Linked DNA regions of Danio rerio: region 1 is linked to region 2. A link is a contact called in public HiCAR-type data. All regions are on one chromosome and are shown on one strand. The core of a region is the stretch at or near the end of the contact, and the rest is flanking DNA. Distances in the headings are between cores, read along the strand shown. Region 1 holds the start of sord (sorbitol dehydrogenase). Region 2 holds the start of myo1ea (myosin IEa).

The links. HiCAR-type assays count read pairs that join an accessible place to other places.
Region 1: a HiCAR-type map of caudal fin shows a contact between it and region 2, with 11 times the contacts expected there. The contact joins the promoter of sord here to the promoter of myo1ea in region 2. A contact is called at or near these places in 6 of 18 Hi-C or Micro-C datasets (caudal fin, embryo, hematopoietic stem cells and 1 more) and 2 of 4 datasets of contacts at active chromatin or transcription factors (caudal fin and embryo).

What each region holds. Positions count from the first base shown.
Region 1 is chr7:30,925,701-30,931,712 of GRCz12tu, reverse strand. sord (sorbitol dehydrogenase) reads left to right here and starts at 3,420. Exons shown (of 9, transcript NM_001172419.2): 1 at 3,420-3,572; 2 at 3,661-3,694; 3 at 3,775-3,939; 4 at 4,536-4,695; 5 at 4,777-4,895; 6 at 5,121-5,186; 7 at 5,279-5,457; 8 at 5,549-5,670; 9 at 5,777-6,012. The coding sequence starts at 3,519. The coding sequence ends at 5,942. The region is part of intron 8 of apba2b (amyloid beta (A4) precursor protein-binding, family A, member 2b); the gene reads right to left. si:dkey-1h4.4 reads right to left here and starts at 3,154. Exons shown (of 4, transcript XM_021477858.3): 1 at 2,900-3,154; 2 at 1,122-1,542. The coding sequence starts at 3,061.
Region 2 is chr7:30,683,958-30,690,038 of GRCz12tu, reverse strand. myo1ea (myosin IEa) reads left to right here and starts at 3,996. Exons shown (of 28, transcript XM_677757.11): 1 at 3,996-4,255. The coding sequence starts at 4,253. It overlaps mtmr10 (myotubularin related protein 10), which reads right to left and starts at 1,470. Exons shown (of 16, transcript NM_001077597.2): 1 at 1,128-1,470; 2 at 391-451. The coding sequence starts at 1,184.

The DNA of each region.
Region 1 (6,012 bases), core at 2,171-4,670, 240 kb before region 2:
AATTTTAGCTGGGTTAGCTTGTCGGATGTTCATCATCACCACACTTTGTAGCAAACCATTAGCAAAACATTTAAAATAAAGTTTTAAAAATTTTTATAAAAAAAACATTTATTACATCATGTATCATTAGGGAAAAAAGAGTCAAAGTTTTATATTAATAATAAAAAAACTGTTGCTTATTGTAAGCCTATTGTAATTTATTGGGCAAATAACAAACTGGCCAGCACATTCAACTTTCCTCAGTCAGAATTTGGCCATTTGAATAATAAAAAAGTAAAACATATTAATATAAATAATGTAGAGCTTCACAATTTTTCTAATCTCTTAATTAAAAAAAAACATATTAATATTAATATTGTAGAGCTTCACAATTTTTCTAATCTCTTAATAAAAAAATAAAACATTAATATTAATAATGTAGAGCTTCACAATTTTTTCTAATCTCTTTTGTAAAAAAAAAAAGTAGATTTTGAAAGTTCATGAATAACAAAAATAGCCTAATTAGTATTAAAATAACTTTAATATGGGTCGCTTTTGGTGCTTTAAACCTTTATATGTTTCTTTTGTTTTCTTTCAAGAATAAGGTCCAAGATTCAAAATAAAAGTCACTTGTGGTGAAAGATGACTTCACTTACGTCAGATTCTGTTTTTTTTTTTTTTTTTTTTTTTTTTTGTTTTTTGCATTTATGGGAAGCCTTCTTTGATGCCTTTACAATTTATTACCGCATAGCAGTCAAAATAAGACAAATGAGCTCATGGTTGGGACAAATTCAGGACCTTTTATCAGTGGGGGTGGGTCTTTCAAACCACCCGAACTCTCCCTGGCTATGGGTCTGATAGAACACTAAATCTGCACCAAATAGATTTGTATCTAATAATAATAATAATAATATGTTTTTAATATTAATAATCAGTTGCTAACAAGCAATGATTACTCAAAGTAAAATAGTAACTATTAGTCTTTTAAACATTGACAATACATGTCTGAAAACAGTGAAGTAGAATATCAAAGGTATCATTTAAAGTTTGCATATTGCACCCTGAAACAAACTCTTTTCATGGTGAAACAAGGATTAAACAAATACTAAATAGTCATTTCAATACATGGAAAAGCTTCTAACCTGTTAATACGGTAGGGATGTCTGTAAAACAGTTCTTGTCCAGGTTTATGAAGACCAGAGACGGAAGGTGATTAATATCTTCTGGAAGGTCTTGAAGTTTATTATCAGCCAAGTTTAACCACTGCAAATTGCTGAGGGATCCAAATTGTGATGGTAGATTTGTAATTATATTATTATGGACCCCAAGTTTTTGTAACTTACTGAGTTTTCCAATAGATGATGGTAAGGAGATGAGACCACAGCCTACAGCCCAGAGCTCTCTCAGTTCTGTCAGATCGCCCAGCGCCTCTGGGAGAACTGACAGTGGGTTGTGGTTTATACCAAGATAAGTCAGGTGCTTCAGTGAGCCTATGTTGCTGGGAAGCATGGTCAGCTGGTTTCCGTCCAGTATCAGTTCTTCAAGCTTTTCCAGGTGCAGAATCTTACAGGGGCAGCAAATAGTGTTTTACACATTAATTCTGCTTACTGTACATTATAATATAACTTTAGATATTATCACATGCAGTGCTTGGTTGAATTACAAATTTAGGTTCTGCGCTACAAATTACATGACAAAACATTTTATGAATGACATGATTTTAGGTAATGTATTTTGACTGCTTTTAGAGTACCTTTGATCTAATATGACATTGATTATCATGGGATTATCATAATAAAAAAGAGATATATCATGAAATCATAACATGAAATTATGAAATGCATTAAACATTACATTGTCTGGTTCCCAAACTGAAGAAATACACAGGGAGCTATCATAAATCATGTATAAGCTACATTTAAAATTAAAGCATTATTTTAAAAAATACTTGAACACCCTTTAATAAATGTTATTTGTCGTCCTAGATGTCAGTGTGATATCTACATAAATTAAATAAACATTAATTGATATAACATGTTAGAACTTGATAAATTGAAATATGAACTCTATTTATAATACATACATTGGCTGTGTTTAGTAGTTTGCATAATTATAGTACACAGTATTTGATTGAGAGGTGTTTTGTCCCCAAATTCAGAAGCATGGATTGTAAATAAATTAACACTCATGGCCATTCTATATTGTGAATATTCAAAGCTAAACGATGTGACGTCCATTTTTTAACCTCCTAGGTCTTGAGTGGCCACATACGTGGACAGCACATTTTAGCTCTAAAGTAGCTATTTAAAATACTTTGAATGTTTTATATTTTGTTACAGACATACAGTGTCATCCTGCAACTGCAGCATATGAAATGTCCCAGACACTATTTTTAATTGTACAAAATGGGGAAAAAATATTTTTACTGTCTGATAGTCAAAGCAAGTAAAAAAAATGTTATCTATGCATTAAAAAAAATCAGGAAAAAGTGTTTTATGTAAATTCAGACCACGAGTCCACATAAATTATATGCACATAATTTTTCTCTAACAGTACACCATTTTTAAAAGATGATAGATGATTTTTATTCTAATTAGGTTCCAATAAGCATAATAGCAAAGAGAAATTAAAAAATGCATGTAAATAAGCACCTTGGGCCTTAAGAGGATAAAGTAAAACATTGAGGGTAAATAATAATTAAAGATAATTAAAATGGTTGAAAAAGTGTAAATAGTTTGTTATGCAAAGTAAGTGTAGTAGTGAACATTTAAAAACGTACTATAAATAATTATAAACACAATTTTTATGTGGTTAATAATTCTGTTTACTGCAACCCAGCACTGAATAAAGTGAAGTGTGCTACGAATTCACATTGCAAATAGCAATGTTACCTTGTAATACAAGTAAATTTGTTGAGTACCTCGTCTGGTGGCAAAATGAGCTGGTTATTGTTCAGAAACAGTTTTTTCAAGGTAACGAGTCTCGAAACTCCAGGTGGCAAAACAACGAGACCCCGGTGACTCATGTTCAGACTCTCCTGTTGTTTGTTAAGACACTCTAGTACCATATCATATCCGTCCATTGTATTTTACTTCACGTGGACACGCAATATTTCCGAAAACCTGTAGGATAAATATAAAAGCGAAACACGTCGTCATAGTAACAGACAACTTCCGGCATAGCACATTGTCCTCCGAGTGGGTCTTAGGTGGGACAATGAAAAAAGGGTAGTTATGTAAATAAAAATAAATAGCTGGAATATATAATGCTTAAAAAGGATGACCGGTCCATGCTTTTTATTTTGTATGTACGCTTGCAGAGCGTACTTACTCCTGGTTGTTATTCCCTGACTGCACAAGGCGCAGTTTTGATGTTCTTGAATGAGCCGCTGATAAACAGGAAGAAGTGGGATGGCCAAAGTCTAGTGTGTGTAAGTGAAAGCGCGCATGATCCATGCAAGGGCCAGGCAGGCACTATAAGAACTCATTGAATAGTCGTTTGCAGTAGTTCTGTTTTCTGTGCGTATATAAGAAAATACAATGGACAAAGACAACCTTTCCGTGGTCTTGCACGCAAAAGGAGATCTGAGATTGGTATGACACCTCAAGAGTTTAGCTGATTTTGCATGTCTGAATGCACTTTTAGTTAATAATTGCAGATTTTCTGTATTTTTTTGTATAGGAACAGCGTCCGATTCCGGAGCCAGGACCAAATGGTATTTATGTCACAAAGAAATATTACCGAATGCATTGCAATAAAAGGAATACTTCAGTATATTTATTATTGTTATTGCAGACGTGTTGCTTCAGATGCACTCTGTGGGCATATGTGGATCAGACGTGCACTATTGGCAAAACGGCCGCATTGGAGACTTTGTGGTCAAACAGCCCATGATTCTAGGACATGAAGCCTCTGGTCGAGTGGTGAAGGTCGGCTCTGCTGTCACACACCTTAAACCAGGTTCGTTTTTGGCTTAGTTTGCAGCATTATAACAGTTAGTCAACCCACATAAGAAAAAAACTACATCTGTAGTAGTGTATAGTAAATACTAGTGTGTTTGAACCAAACTAAAGTGTGTTGTACTGTATATAGTATATCTTTTTTCTTTTTTACATCATTTTGATAATGAATGCTACAGCACAGTCAATTTATTATTTATTTATTTTTTGCTGCTTGGTCAAACTACTGTGCTGAAACAACGCAATACTCAAGTTTTTAGGTGGACAACTTAATTGTTTTACGTTAATTTCACTTAAATTTGTCAAAACAATTAAGTAATCTAATCAGTTTGTGTTGGGACAACGTGAAGGAATTGTGTGGAACCCTGCAGCTACAGTGTACTGTAGTTTTACTTATAGTGAATAAATACTGTAAAATCCTTTAGTTTTTATCACTACAAATGTTGTATTGCCATTTCAACTATAGATTTACCACACCAGATTAATTCAAGTACTTTACTATAGTATTGTTCAAAAACATAATAGTACTTAGTATACATGATGACTATAGTATTTTTCATGTGAGGAACTAGTATTGCGGCTATTTTTTGCGCCCAGGGGACAGAGTTGCAGTTGAGCCTGGAGTTCCTCGTGAAGTAGATGAGTTTGTCAAATCTGGACACTACAATCTTTCCCCCAGCATATTCTTCTGTGCCACTCCTCCAGATGACGGAAACCTGTGCAGATACTACAAACACAGCGCCAGCTTCTGCTACAAGTCAGATCACCATAGCTGGATAAATGATACAGCTTAGTTTTGAATCGTATGTGTAATAATTCTAAAGCTATGTGCACGCAGGCTTCCTGATAATGTTACTTATGAAGAAGGAGCCCTGATTGAGCCCCTGTCAGTGGGCATTCATGCCTGCAGGAGGGCAGGAGTCACTCTGGGAAGCTCGGTGTTTGTCTGTGGTGCAGGTCAGCCAGCTCTAATCATTGCACGTATTTATGCAACCGTTACACATTAACTTGTTAATCAGTGTAATGACCTCTGACTTCTTGTCCACTGACCTATGCTTGATGCTAATCTTGTATCACTGAAAGCATGTGTCGTTATTATCAAATACTGTCTCTGGAACGTGACAGATAAAATGTTTAAGCAGTCTGTGGAAACAAAAAGGGTGTTTGTTTTCATCAACACAGGACCCATTGGACTAGTGTCTCTGTTGGCAGCCAAAGCCATGGGTGCTTCACAAGTAATCATAAGTGGTAATGTTTATATTCAGGACATATAAAAGGGAACTATATTGAGATAGACTGCACATCTATACAACATATGATCTTTATGTTTCTATTTGTAGACTTGTCCTCTGATCGGCTTGCCAAGGCAAAAGAGATTGGAGCAGACTTCCTGCTTCCTGTGAAGAAAGAGGATTCACCACAGGACTTGGCTAAAAGAGTGGAGGGAATGCTGGGATGCATGCCTCAAATCTGCATAGAGTGCACCGGAGTGCAGAGCAGCATTCAGACAGCCATCTATGTTGGTTTATTTACTTTATGAAATCATACTGGCTTCACTGTACCTTGATGTCTGGATATTTTTATGTGTCACTGATGGTGTTTGTGTGTAGGCTACTCGTTCTGGAGGAGTGGTGGTGTCGGTTGGTCTTGGTGCTGAGATGGCCACTGTACCGCTTCTCAACGCTGCAGTCAGAGAAGTTGACATCAGAGGTGTATTTCGCTACTGTAACACGTGAGTAGAATTACTGTCAACATCAGTTTATTACAATATGTATATTTCAAAATAAGATTTCACTCTCTTGCACACTTTTACTCATGATACCTCATTGTTGCTGCAGCTGGCCGGTGGCCATTTCTATGTTGGCGTCTAAGAAGGTGAACGTCAAGCCCCTGGTCACCCACCGATTCCCACTGGAACACGCTGTACAGGCTTTCGAGACCACTCGGCAGGGGCTTGGGGTTAAAGTCATGTTAAAATGTGACAAGAACGACCAGAACCCATGAGTCCCACTCCTGTTTATTGCTAGCTACAGTCACTTGAATAAATTGGATTAATCCAACTAATTTTGAAGGC
Region 2 (6,081 bases), core at 2,747-5,246:
TTCCGCTGTGGCAACCCCAGATTAATAAAGGGACTACATAGCAATACATAGTGAAGTTATTTCACTGTCAGACATCTGTCACTTTGCTGACAGCTGATCAGTTTGTGAGATCAAAACAAGAACAAAAACCTGCTCCAAAGCATGGTTAGTCGTGCAGCATACAATGAAATAGAGAAGTAGCACAAATCAACTCATCATTTTGAACATGAATAACCAGAGTTTGTTAAATTTTAATTTACCAGGGTAGTCACTGAAATCGTGTTTCCTGAAATACGCACTGGTGGTTTGAACTATCAAACATACTCTGTGAAACTTCAAATAGTCACCCACACCAACCTAACCTTGAAGGTTGTGAGCTGTTGTGATAGAAGTAGTTTTGAAATCACTCACCCGGTAAAAGTTTTGCTTCTAGCTTCTTGATAGGCAGTTGTGGACTTTTCTTCAAATCGGTCTGTGAAACATAAACACTTATAACTCACTGTACAAGTATGCAATACAATGATAGTCATAATAAAGCTAAATTATCTAATTATGGGTCTAAAAAAATAGTGAGCAACAGCACCACATTGTATTATGTTGAAAATCAGAGTTTTTTTTATGAATAAGGAATTTGTGGACATTAATGTTAGATTAGAGGAGAAAAAGCTTTTTTTTTCACTGTCCATGGGGTTATAATAATTCATTACCCCATGAGTTAAATTTTAAACATCCTGGCTACTTATTTGTTATTAAGTTATGTAAAGTTGAATGTATATCTAAATAGGTTACACATTTTCATCCTTATAAAGTTGGCATTTCCCCTGTATCTTACTCCATGTCTCATGGAAGTACCATATATATATATATATATATATATATATATATATATATATATATATATATATTTTTTTTTTTATTATAGTTATTACCTTAAAAGTTACCACAGTGAAGAACTGACACCAAAGTTATCCAACCGAGTGAAGGCTTAACTACACTTACACTTAACTTTGTTTACAGTCTTCCAGATGTCAAACATATGGGGTGAAAGAGTTCCCCTAACATATATCTAGTCAAGAATAGTTAAAGAAATGAATATGTCATTGTGTTTTTTTATCAGCTAGTCGTTAGCAAGCTAGTATCTCACTCACCTGAAGTGGAGGAAGATAAGACTTGAAAGTCGGCTTGGTTTGTTTACCGGAGAACATCGTTTACACGAGCCGATACAACAAAAATGCGAATAGTAAATCCATACAAGAGCAGCTTAAGAATCTTAAAACGTAAACCAAAACTGTTTTGTGCTAGCTCAGAGCCACAAATCCACGGTTTCTTCAGTAGAAGAGGCGTTTAAAGAATAATTTCCATAAATGCAAAAGCAGTATTTAGTATCTGCTCAGTGTGCAGTTGTATCTGAGCTCAGTCTCTGTCTGTCCCGCTGAAGTCTCTCTTCGTTGGCGGCTGTCAAACTTTTTGCTGCTTTAGTTTCCCCGTATAAACGTTCACGTCATGTTCAGTCTTCTTGCCTGAATCAACAGTTTGAGGGAGAGTGTGTATGTGTGTGAGTCCTGTGCTTCTGCTGCAGACGCGTTCAGTCCTGTAATTCACCGTCCGTTTTCAGTTCAGCCATGTTTATTAGTGGAGGAATGGGGAGGTGCAGCGTGCTTGAGCTCTGGACCACAAAAAGCAGGAGGAGTGAGCTATGGCGAGCCCTGTGGACCATTGAAGCGAATTATTTTTTATTTACATATGAATAATCATTATGTTTGGGACTTCAAAGAATATATCAAGTGGTTTAAATCATTTATATAATTTAATGTAGGAATTTTGAGTTGGAATTGAGCCTACTGTAAATGATGTACATTTAATAATCGAATGTAGAGAATAACCTTTATTATTATTTTTAACTTATGCCCAGTGTTTAAATAATTTTTAAATAATTTTAAACACTGCAATGTCAAAAATTGCATATGCAAATGAATAGATAGTTTTCACATCATGCAAGTGTTTAATGGACTCCTGCTGCCACCTGCTGGATTGTCAGGAGAGCAGTGCGGATGAGGTGATGAAAATATGATGAAATGAAAACATATTTTGGATTAAAGCATAAGAAGAATGCAAAATTTATAATAAGTAAATAAATATGAACTGAATATTTGTATTTATTATGTATTAAATTATTGTTATTAATGAAACAATTTATACATTAAAGAGTTATAAATTAATGCTTCTGTTTTATCATCCATGTCTACCTTAATGTTTTTTTGTAACCGACTGGTAAGAAAATATAATGTTATAAAAACCTTTAGATAGATAGATGGATAGATAGACAGACATACAGGCAGACAGACAGACATCACTAATAGTAAGATAGACAGACAGGCAGACAGACAGCACTAATAGTAAGATTGAAAAATATAGATGGATAGATTTATTTTAAAATCTATAATGTTAGGAAATAAAATTAATATTTAAAATAAATAACCACACGGCTAGTCAAACGTTTGAAAGTAATTGTTTTTTTAGTGGCCCCTTCTGTTTTTAAAAGTGCAGTAGTTTGATAAAATATTAAATTATACAATTAAAATGGACCGTCAATGGTTTTTGAACTTTCTAAAGTAATCTTAAAAGCTTAAATCTATCATGGTTCCCACAAAAATATAAAGATTGCTTTGTATCAAGGGGATAATTTACATTTTAAAGCATTCACCGAGAAAACTAATTATACAGATTTTTTCAAATGACAATATAATATCAATTTCATTCATTGATTCATTTTCTTGTCGGCTTAGTCCCTTTATTAATCTGGGGTCGCCACAGCGGAATGAACCGCCAACTTATCCAGCAAGTTTTTACGCAGCGTATGCCCTTTCAGCTGCAACCCATCTCTGGGAAACATTCACACACACACACTCATACACTATGGACAATTTAGCCTACCTAATTCACCTGTACCGCATGTCTTTGGACTGTGGGGGAAACCGGAGCACCCAGAGGAAACTCATGCGAAGGCAGGGAGAACATGCAAACTCCACACAGAAACGCCAACTGAGCCGAGGTTCGAACCAGCGACCCAGCAACCTTCTTGCTGTGAGGCGACAGCACTACCTACTGTGTAGATATGCCTCGTCCATATCAATTTCAATAAGACAATAAAATTTATTTTTTTAAACAGGCAAATCTTAATGTATTTTAATCCAGGTGCATGTTTTATTTTAATCATTCAATATATACATATTTAAAAAATGTAATTTTCTTAAAGGTTTTCTTAATATATGAGGCAATAAAAAGCGAACATACTGTATACTTCCAAAGTTGAGATTTTATTTATGTGTAATAATTTTTAATTAATATTTTAATTAATATTATGGGTGCTTGGTTGCAGCTGGAAGGGCATCCGCTGCATAAAATATATGCTGGATAGGTTGGCGGTTCAGTCCGCTGTGGCAACCCCAGATTAACAAATGGACTGAGCCGATAAGAAAACGATTGAATGATGCTTAATAACATGTAAAACTGAATTTATAGTGTTTATGATGTAATTATACAGCTACTTATAATGATATCATGATATTATAATATGAAGAATATAATATAGCCTAGATACACAATGTTTTGGAAATAATAAAAGCAACCTTTAGAAAAGAATAAACGAATTGAAAATTAAATACTTCATAAAATAAATGGTGAAAATGTATAAATACATGAAAAGAAAAAGGAAAAAAAAAACATTATATACACATGATGTTTATACCGTTAACGTTTTCTTCAGTTGTAGTACTATACAATTCTGTATTTGTTGCTTCAGCTCTTTGTGTCTTCAGTGTCTATGCTCTTTGGCGCAGTGATGCTGTAAAGTGTTTAACGCAGCCTCGCTGCGCATATAGGACGCGCTTTAACACACCCGAAATCATCTGGTGGGATTCCCTTTGGAATGACGCGCCGAGCAGCGCTCCTATTGGCCAAAAGCAACTCACGAAATTCTCCATTTATGGGTTGTTTGCCTCTTTGATTCCGTCAACCAGCAGTCACAAAGTTTAACTTTGTGCAGCAGACGCTGAGTGAGTGCAGTGCAGTCAGTGCGCTCGAGCCGTTTACCGGTGCGGTCCACACTATTATGGAGCGGCGACACTGGTCCTGAGGAGACGTTTACAACAGCAGAGGCTAAAAGAGACCGTGACATCGCCACGGGGAAATAGAGAGGTTTATTATTTTACTATAAACAGTTACAAAACGGATTATAACAGAAGGTCGGCTGCAGTGTGATTAACCAATAAAAATGGTGAGTGAAAATACTTAACAGCACAGTCGCGTATCGCCTACGGAGAGAAACACAAGGGACACTGCTCTTGTTTTGGAAACAGTTTTACAGCATCCTTATCGACGTAACATAGGTTGTAATAACAGCTGCTTGGTGTTAATGTTTTCAACTGGTTTAATAATTTACAAGCCAGAATTAGCAGCTAATAAATTGCTTTAACACTCTTTAAAATTATCTCACTCATAGTGACAAAACCATACTACTGTACTGTATGCCATCCATTGTCATCAGAAATGTTAAATCGGGTAAATGACGTTTCAGTGTGGTCACATCAAGTTTAAACTTCTAGTAAATTTTTGTTTTCATTCTAGACCAATTGCAGATACTTAAATTTACCAGAGATGCACGGTTTCCGATTACTTTTAGTTATTCTCTGGTCACTTTGTGTTATAAACATATCTTACATGTTTCTTGCTATTTTTGGCACTGTGTGTCTTCAGGCAGTTTGAATAGCCTGGATAGATCACTATTGTTCTTTCACTTTTCCTAGATCAATTGTTTTAGACTCTTTATAATATATTGTGTCTTGCTAACCTGGCTTAGTCTTACATAACAGTGTAAAACTGTAAGTAGCACACATTGGTGTCTATGGTTACAGCTCACTGAAAGATGCAGGTAGATGTAGTTGCATGTGAAACTCGCTTCCGTACTCATTCTCATTAGGATGGGCTGGGTCCTGCTTTGAATAAGTGTGTGCTTATGCTTGTGTCCACAATGAGAGCATTTTCACTTGTTCTGTTGGAAATTGACACCGGTTTCTTAAAGCTCCTCAAGGAATATTAGGCCTCTGTTACACTTGACTGATTTTAGCTTTGTGTTATCCCTAGGCTGCTTGTCCCACATTCAGTGTATTTTCTTCTTCAGCCTGTCAGCTGGTAAAGAACAAGTACAGATCAGGTGAAAAACAAGAAAATCCAGTTCACCTGTCTCTAAAGCGCACGCAGAGACATTCTCTGCAAGCCATGCAAGCCGGTAGAACTAGTTTTCCTTTTGGCTTTGGGACAAACCCTTTCTGTAGGTGTTCAGTGCTGTCACAAACATTGCAAAAATATAATTCAGGCTTCATAAGTGTTTTTCTCACAAGGAAGAAGTATGTGTTGTTGGCTGAAATCATATGGTCCTTTAAAGGGATAGTTCACCCAAAAATGCCTGACCCCTCACTTGTCACAAATCTGTTTGTGTTTCTTTTTTCTTATTAATATAATATTTTGTAAATTGGGTGACCATTGTCTTCCAAACTAATAGTTCTATGGACATCAATAGTAACCACTTTAGAGCTTTCTTTAAAATTAATTAGTCTGTAATTGACAACCATTATCTGATACTTTTAGCTCATTCATTCATTCATTCATTCATTCATTCATTCATTTTCTTTTCGGCTTAGTCCCTTTATTAATCCGGGGTCACCACAGCGGAATGAACCCCCAACTTATCCAGCATGTTTTTACGCAGCGGATGCCCTTCCAGCCGCAACCCATCTCTGGGAAAACCTTTAGCTCAATGAACTACTAATTAGCTGCTTTTTATAGTAAGGAAGTAGGGAGGTTTAGGTATTGGGTAGGATCAGGGATATAAAATAGCACCAAACTATTAATTTTTAGGTGTTAATAAGCAGTTAATATGTAAATAATTGGCAGTTAATATGCCAGTAGTAAATGATATGAATTGTAACCTAAACTAAAGTGTTTCCAATATTTTTTTTGTGTGTGTGAAAGAAATAGAAAAGAAACCCAAAAAGCTTTGAAACCACTTGAGGCAGCAGTAAACAGGGAGTAAATTTGGATTTT